Regions from separate parts of the Mus musculus genome. Here region 2 is linked to region 1. The links are chromatin contacts, called in public promoter capture Hi-C maps. All regions are on one chromosome and are shown on one strand. Each heading gives the region's core, a stretch centred on a gene start, on an enhancer-like site or on the middle of the called end of the contact. The rest is flanking DNA. Distances are from core to core; before and after follow the strand shown. Region 1 overlaps Trrap (transformation/transcription domain-associated protein). Region 2 overlaps Smurf1 (SMAD specific E3 ubiquitin protein ligase 1).

Region 1 (3,738 bases), core at 520-3,019:
AACACCAAGGTGCTGCGAGCTGTGCACAGCCTCCTCTCTCGCCTCATGAGCATTTTCCCTACAGAGCCAAGTAAGTGACCTCCGCCAGGGATTGCTCCTTGAGAGGACGCAGCCCGTAGTCCTTAGTTACATTTTCCCCTTATAGTGTCACTAAGGTCCCCTCCCCAACCTTATTTCTTTGGTTTGGTTTGGTTTGGTTTGGTTTGGTTTGGTTTGGTTTGGTTTTTCGAGACAGGGTTTCTCTGTGCAGCCCTGGTGTCCTGGAACTCACTCTGTAGACCAGGCTGGCCTCGAACACAGAAATCCACCTGCCTCTGCCTCCCAAGTGCTGGGATCAAAGGTGTGTGCCACCACGCCTGGCTTTTTGTTTTGTTTTTAAGACAGGGTCTCAATATGTTAACTCAGGCTAGTTCTGAACTCTCAGACATCTGCCTATTTACGGCTCCTGAGTGCTGGATTAAAGACATGCACCACCATAACCAGCCCTTCTGTCTCTGTTTTAAAACGTTATTTGACTTGAAAAGGTACTGGTCCTGCACTGTGTTGTGTGGATGGCTTCCTTTCAGGTGTTCATAGAGAGGAAGTTAGGTCACAGTATCATACCAAGCAGTCTGAGATTGCTCATGTTCTGACAAAGTGTACTTAGAGCTGCCCTTAATGGTGTCAAACAGCCAATCCAAAGATGATGTGCGACTGTCCCGTGGCAGAGGAAAGGCACCGCTGCACGCTCCACAGCCTGCAGCTGCTAACCCAGCTCCCTGCCCTGTGTTACAGGCACATCAAGCGTGGCCTCCAAGTATGAGGAGCTGGAGTGCCTCTATGCGGCCGTGGGGAAGGTCATCTACGAAGGCCTCACTAACTACGAGAAGGCCACCAGCGCCAACCCCTCCCAGCTCTTCGGTGAGCACCTGTGTGGTTCCCCAGAAGTGGCTTGGGCTGTGGTCCCTGCTCACTGGACAGCGGTCATGGGAAAACCTGCCAGGCCCTTCAGGCTGATGGGCTGTCTTCTTGGAGTTTGGTATTCTGTCTATCACTTGTCCAGAAAGAATTCTCTGAGTCTTTTGCTCAGCCCCAGTGCAGACTTGGTTTGAAGAGAGTTGCCTGTGCACTGGTCAGGGAATTGCTGCCCCTGGGTCATGTCCACTCATCAGTCAGCTAGATGACCAGCAGCTGGATAACCGTCCCAGGTACCCTGAAGTCCAAGTTAAGAGGCACCTTGCCCCTTGTCATACTAGTTCACATTTAGGCTCAGAATTGGGTTGGTCTCATACATTTTTTTTCCCTCCCATATTACATTCTCGTGTAAAACTTGGGAAGTGACAGTTACTGATAAGCCTCTTGTAATAAATACTAATAGTTTGGTGTATATAATTTTCTTTTTTATTCAGTGGGCTTTTGTTGTTTTGTTTTTTCTCCAAGACAGGGTTTCTCTTTGTAGCCTTAACTGTCCTGGAACTTGCTCTGTAGACCAGGCTGGCCTCTGCCTCCTGAGTGCTAGCATGAAAAGCAAGCCCCACCACCCCGGCAGACTGTTTGATTCACTATGTGTGCACACGCATGCATGTGCCTCATGGAGGCCAGAGGCGTCAGTATCCCCTAGAGTAAGAAGGGACACTTGTTCAGCAGCTGTTCTGGAAAGCGAAGCGAGTCTTGTACAAGAAGACTGTTGAGCTCTCAGCGCCTGTGTATTGTTTTCTCTACATAGGAGCATACATAAGTCACCCTGGCTGTGAAAGTGTTGCTGTCTAACCGCAGTCTCAATCATTCTGCTATTAATTTTGTAAAAACCCCTTGCTTGCCAAAACTGGTTGTTTGCTCACTGCAACTCAGGGCCCAAGTGTGTTTGGTTTAATTAGGCTGTCACCCTGTTCACACCTGGCTGCGAGAGCCAGCTGATTGGCTTTTGTGGTGTCAACACGGCTCTCTTGGGTGTTGTGGCCCCCATCCTAGGGTAAAGGAACATGTCTGTTGTATTCATTATCCACGGTGCTCAGAGAAGAGCTGACCCCATGGGCCTTGTCTTCCTCCTCTGTGGGTAACAGCAGGCTAGGGTGGCCCACAGTGATGGGTGCTGAGGGAGCTGGCTGTGCCAAGGTTCTCCTTGTCTGGCGGACTCAGCTCTGACACTGTTAGAGGACAGCACAGTAAGGCACATCTCATTTTCATCATGGATCAAAATTATCTGGGTTAAAATCAGCCTGGCTGTGCCATGGCTGCTATACAGAAACAGACTTTAACAAGGGCAGCCTGAATTGTCCACACCTGAGATGATGGCCTGTACAAATGGCAGATGCCCTCTGATGGGCCTGTCATATAACCCAGGAGTAGAGTTCATGTTCTGTCAGGGTCAAGATGATGTTGAAGACATTCCTAGTGAAAGATCAATTCTTGGCAGACACTTAGACATTGTGTGTCATCCCATCTGAGTTTTGGGGATCAGGCTTGGGTCCTTGGGTTAGCTAGGCAAGCACCACATTGGCTGAACTGTCTCTCCAGCACAGCTATTTCTTTGTAAAATAACTGCTATTCCTGCTCTGCAGGAACACTTATGATCCTCAAGTCAGCCTGTTGCAACAACCCAAGCTACATTGACAGGCTCATCTCTGTCTTCATGCGCTCCCTACAGAAGATGGTCCGAGAGCATCTAAATCCACAGACAGCATCCGGGAGCACCGAAGCAACCGCAGGTGACAGCCCAGGGCTGGTGTTCTTTCTCTACCTGCAAGATGACTTCGTTGGTCATCTTGTCATTGCGGGCTCTGTGTTTGGACATTGCCGTGAACTTGGGTTAATATGAAGTTCTGTTGATTTGCTCTTGTGACAGAGGTTTAAATTCAAAATGCTGCTCAGGCCAAACATTAAGTTTAAAAATTGTGAGTATAAGAATGAGAAGCAGTTGAAAATGGAGATATGATGTGAACCTTCACCACTGAGCATTCAGAGTTGTTTCTGAAGAATTATGCCAGCTTCCAGAGCAGAGCCAAGGCTCCTCCTGACAGGAGAGTTGGGGAGTCACAGGGTGTTGTGTTTTCCATGGCTGCTGAGAGTTTCCCGAGGACCCAAGTGCCCTGTGTAGGTCCCACCAGCTCTTGTCATCCCCCTTTCCTATGGCCGAGGCTGCTGGAGGGCTCTTTGCCAGGAGCCACTATAGGAAGTGGGATGGCGTCAAATCCCAGCATGCCAGTTTCTGGGGAAAGGCTTAGCGTGGAAGGCACAGCTCTTGTGGCTGTTTTCTGCAGACAGCAGCTCCTTTGAATGCATCTGTAGGGTCAGACACATGCATTTGTTCTTCCTCGGCACAGCTGGAACAAGCGAGTTGGTGATGCTGAGCCTGGATCTTGTGAAGACTCGTCTGGCGGTGATGAGCATGGAGATGCGGAAGAACTTCATCCAGACCATCTTGACCTCCCTCATTGAGAAGTCCCCAGATGCCAAGATCCTCCGAGCTGTGGTGAAGATTGTGGAAGAATGGGTTAAGAATAATTCCCCGATGGCAGCCAATCAGGTGAGCTGGCTGGAAGGTTGCCCTGTCTGGAACCCAGGAATATTCTTCCTTCTGAAACATGTAGAACAAGAAACTGTTGTATCATGCCCATGTAACTTTGCTTGATGAGATGTTTACTGGGCCACTGGGGTGAGCCAGGCAAGTGAACTAACCTGCTAGACTTCTCACAGTGGCTTTTCTTTGGTTAAAGTGTTACATGAACCTTGCATGTTTATTCTTTAATGGTGAGGGCT
Region 2 (3,738 bases), core at 658-3,157, 120 kb after region 1:
AGCCAGCAGGATACTCAAGGCAGGGCCAACTGCACTTCCAAAGCCTAAACTTGGCCTCAGAGGACACTCACTGAACCCCAAGCTAGGCTGGCAGCCAGCAAGCCCCAGCGATCCTCCTGTGGTTACAAAGCATTCATGATGGTGCTATGTGCATAGGCGCAGGGGACTCAAACCTGGTTGCTCATGCTTATATAGCAAGTGCTCTTCCCCCATCCCAGCCCGTGGCTGCATTTTATCAGTGTCTCAGACTTGAATAGAAATTATTCAGAGTCTCCTCTCAACCTTCTCTAACTCCAGTGTAGGCCCAACCAAATCAGGAAGTCAACTTTGTATCAAATACAGACCTGGCACCACTGTTTCCCTTCTCCAGCTCAGCATCTATTATTCCACCTGTCGGCTACCTGCCTGACAGCCTAGCAGTTATTAAAGTGTCTTTCAAAAGACTTCCTTTCAGTACAGGAGAGATGGCTCAGTGGTGCATACTGCTCCCCTAGAGGATCCGACCAGGACCAACACCTGCTTGAGGTAGCTCAACTTCCTATACCTCTAACTTCAGGGGGAACCTAAACCTGACCTCTGCAGGCACCAGCACTTTATATGCATGCATCCACATGCATATACATTGTTAAAAACAGTAAAACAAATCCACATTATATGCATGCATCCACATACATATACAGTGTTAAAAACAGTAAAATAAATCTTTGAAAATATTTGATCTAAATTATGCATTTGTCTATGTGTGTATGCACATGTGAGCGCAGTGCTCATGGAGACCAGAAGAAGGTGCTAGATTTCCCGGCACTGGTCTTAACTAGATTGTGAACTACCCAACATGGGCAAAAGCCGTGGTGCTCTTAACTAACCACTGTGCCACCTCTTCCACCACAACAAATGGCTTTTAGAAGAAACTGTAAGTCATTTAGCTTTAACTTGGTGCCAACTTAGAAGTCCCCGTAAAACACCTGAGAGACTGTCAGCCTACAGTCTAACAGAAGCAAAGGACCATGACAAGTCCTATTTTGTGGAGGGGGTAATTTATTCCCTCGTTAGACAGCAGACAGCATACTGTCACTAGGCTCCTGTTCGAGCGACCACAGCAACAACAGCAGCCAAAGTGAGGACTCTGTGTGCCCTTCCTACCAGTCCCCATAGCTAGATGGTAGCCAGGCCAAGGTTAGGAGCCAGGTCACTGGCCTCTAGTGCTGGGACCTACCTCTCAGCCACCCCATTTGCTAAAACCTGAGTCCCTTCTTTCCAATCCCCTCCCTGCTCCAATCCTACACTGCCACCCCACCCCTTCCTACTTTGTGCACGGTCCCTCTGCCCATCTACGTCCTTCCACTGCCCACTGAGAGTCACTTCCCGAGCAGCCAAAGAGCTCAGACCCACCAGCTGCTCCCTTCCAACCCAACACTTGTCAATGGCTCTCAGCTTAGTCAGCACCCCCGCCTCTGCCCTGTGATGGAACTGGGAGCACACAGGAGCTCCTTCCAATCCCCTTCATCCTGTGAGTCCAGCTTGCAAGGAACCAGCCCCCAGACACGGCTCCCATGCTCATCCTCCCTTAGAAATAACCTGACAACTCCATATTCTAATACAAAAATTATGTTCAAGAATGAAGACTTGAACCTCATTAAAATACTCCTTATTGTTTCTTCTTTATATTTTTAACAAGTAGATAGGCTTTTTTGTTGGGGGGGGTTTGTTTGTTTGTTTGATTACAAAGCACCCTTGGTGTATATCCATTTGTGGGAAAGACTTCAGTGTTTGTTTAAAGTTGTTACTCTTCCATCAGATGATCTCTGCTCTGTAACAAACTATCAGATCATCTCAACTGGGTTCATCCAAAGTATCACACATCTCACAGCTGCCAAAAAGGAACAAGCTCTATCAATTGGGAGGGGCTGAGGTGACAGGAACAAATTAATGTAACAAGGGCTGGCTCCCTGGCTGGCACTGCCTTGCCTGTGCCCAGTACCAGTTGGCAGGGAAGGATGGAACGGAAGAAACAAACACCTTGGCTCCAGAGGATCTTGAAGGGACCCAGGCTGAGGGAGTGTTCACTGTGACACAGCTTCAGGGTACTCCATGACAGAATTGGATCATGTAACATCATCATTGTCCCACAGAACAGCAAAGCAACCAGGAAATGGGAAAGAAGACATGGGTCTGACTGAGCCGCTCAGGCACACCCTGAAGCAGAAAAATGTACTTTACCCCTTTGTCTGGGCTACCTGAAAAGGCAAGGGCTGGGACCAGTAGCATGCTCCACCCCTGTCTGCAAGATCCTGGGGACTGGAGCCGGCCCTCAGGAGCCTTCTCCATCATGGGCAGGCACTGTGTATTTAAAAACACTAACTAAAACAAATCCCGGGCTATGAGACGTGCACTTGTGATTAATGAGTTGTTTTTTCTAAGTAAAGCGCAGTCTATGATGGTGTAAGAACTACTGAATGCCTGACTCTCCCTGCTGGAGCTGAACCCGTGGGACAGCACCAGCAACATCCTGCTCCCTGCAAAGCCTGCTGGGACGGACGGACGGACGGACGCTTCAGTCTAAGCCACACTGGTCACAGTGACCAGGAAGGGATTCCAGCTGGTTAACTCTCCCCCAACGGAGAGCAGTTTTCCTTTTATTTCAAATTACGTGTCCTTTTCTCTTCCTTTCCTAAAGTAAAGTCTATTTCTAATCCTGTTGTGATGAGCCCTGTACACAACTCCGCAAGTAAACCCCACCGGACTCTGTATTTGAAAAGGCGGCACTTTGATTTCAGGATGCATTAAAACATAAAACACACATTGTTTTGGGGGTTGCTGTTGTTATTTGGTTGGCTGGTTTGGTTAGGTTTTGGACAGGGTCTTATATTGCCCAGATTAGCCTCCAGTTAAGATGGCCTTGATCCCTCTGTCTCCACATTTAAATGCTAGGGCCACCTACAGCGTAAGTCACCACATATGCTGGAGTCACCTTTTATAAAATTATAGCCAACACCTTCAAATACTACTCCAGTACAAGCTGAGCATGGTCTCGCATTCCTGGCAACCCCAAACTTAGGACCCTGAGGCTGGACGATCAATACTTCCAGGCCAGCCTCGGATACACAGTAAAATTCTGTCTTTTTAAGAATTCAGATACTTTACATGCCATATGTACTCAAGACAGAGTAACCCAACAAAGTAGCTGCCCTTCTATGGCTGTCTTTAAAGTAGAATCTGGCAACTCAGAGCCAATGGAGTAAGCCACAAATAATGCAGGGAGTGGGTAGGTCAGGCCCCCGAAAAAACGCCTGTGAATCGTTCGATACTAACACTAAGAAATTGATCTTTTTTTTTTTTTTAAAGATCTTGGACACGCCTTTAATCCCAGCTCTCAGGCAGACAAGTGGATGTCTGTAAATTCCAGGCCATCCAGAACTACACAATGAGACACTGACTAAACAAAGGTAGTTTTATCTGGGAGCCATCCACAGCACTAAACAGACAAGGCTCTTAATAGAAATGGTGCCAGCTGGGCAGTGGTGGCGCACGCCTTTAATCCCAGCACTCAGGAGAAAGAAGCAGGCAGATCTCTGAGTTTGAGGCCAGCCTGGTCTACAGGTGAGTTCCAGGACAGCCTATATTTACCATTTAATATGTCCTATAGCAACTCCACCACACTAAGCGGCTGCTAGGCAGCCTGTGACTCACTCAGCCCCTGCAGCATACAGCACATGCTTAACTCACAGTGGAAACCCA

The links. Capture Hi-C pulls out chosen DNA fragments and counts their contacts.
Region 2: a contact with region 1 is called in a promoter capture Hi-C map of pancreatic islet. The contact joins two enhancer-like sites. A contact is called at or near these places in 1 of 115 datasets of contacts at active chromatin or transcription factors (embryonic stem cells) and 2 of 9 other capture datasets (adipose tissue and pancreatic islet).

What each region holds. Positions count from the first base shown.
Region 1 is chr5:144,821,917-144,825,654 of GRCm38.p6, forward strand. Trrap (transformation/transcription domain-associated protein) reads left to right here. Exons shown (of 71, transcript NM_001081362.2): 44 at 1-70; 45 at 775-900; 46 at 2,541-2,687; 47 at 3,303-3,505. Among named protein-coding and RNA genes, the nearest start is that of Gm23995, 49 kb to the left of the region's middle. Within about 2 kb of position 1,770, at least 7 of the 459 cell types and tissues checked have an H3K27ac peak or open chromatin away from gene starts, as enhancers often do. A contact at or near this core is called in pancreatic islet, where this site is marked.
Region 2 is chr5:144,946,259-144,949,996 of GRCm38.p6, forward strand. The region is part of intron 1 of Smurf1 (SMAD specific E3 ubiquitin protein ligase 1); the gene reads right to left. Among named protein-coding and RNA genes, the nearest start is that of Smurf1, 18 kb to the right of the region's middle. Within about 2 kb of position 1,908, at least 48 of the 459 cell types and tissues checked have an H3K27ac peak or open chromatin away from gene starts, as enhancers often do. A contact at or near this core is called in pancreatic islet, where this site is marked.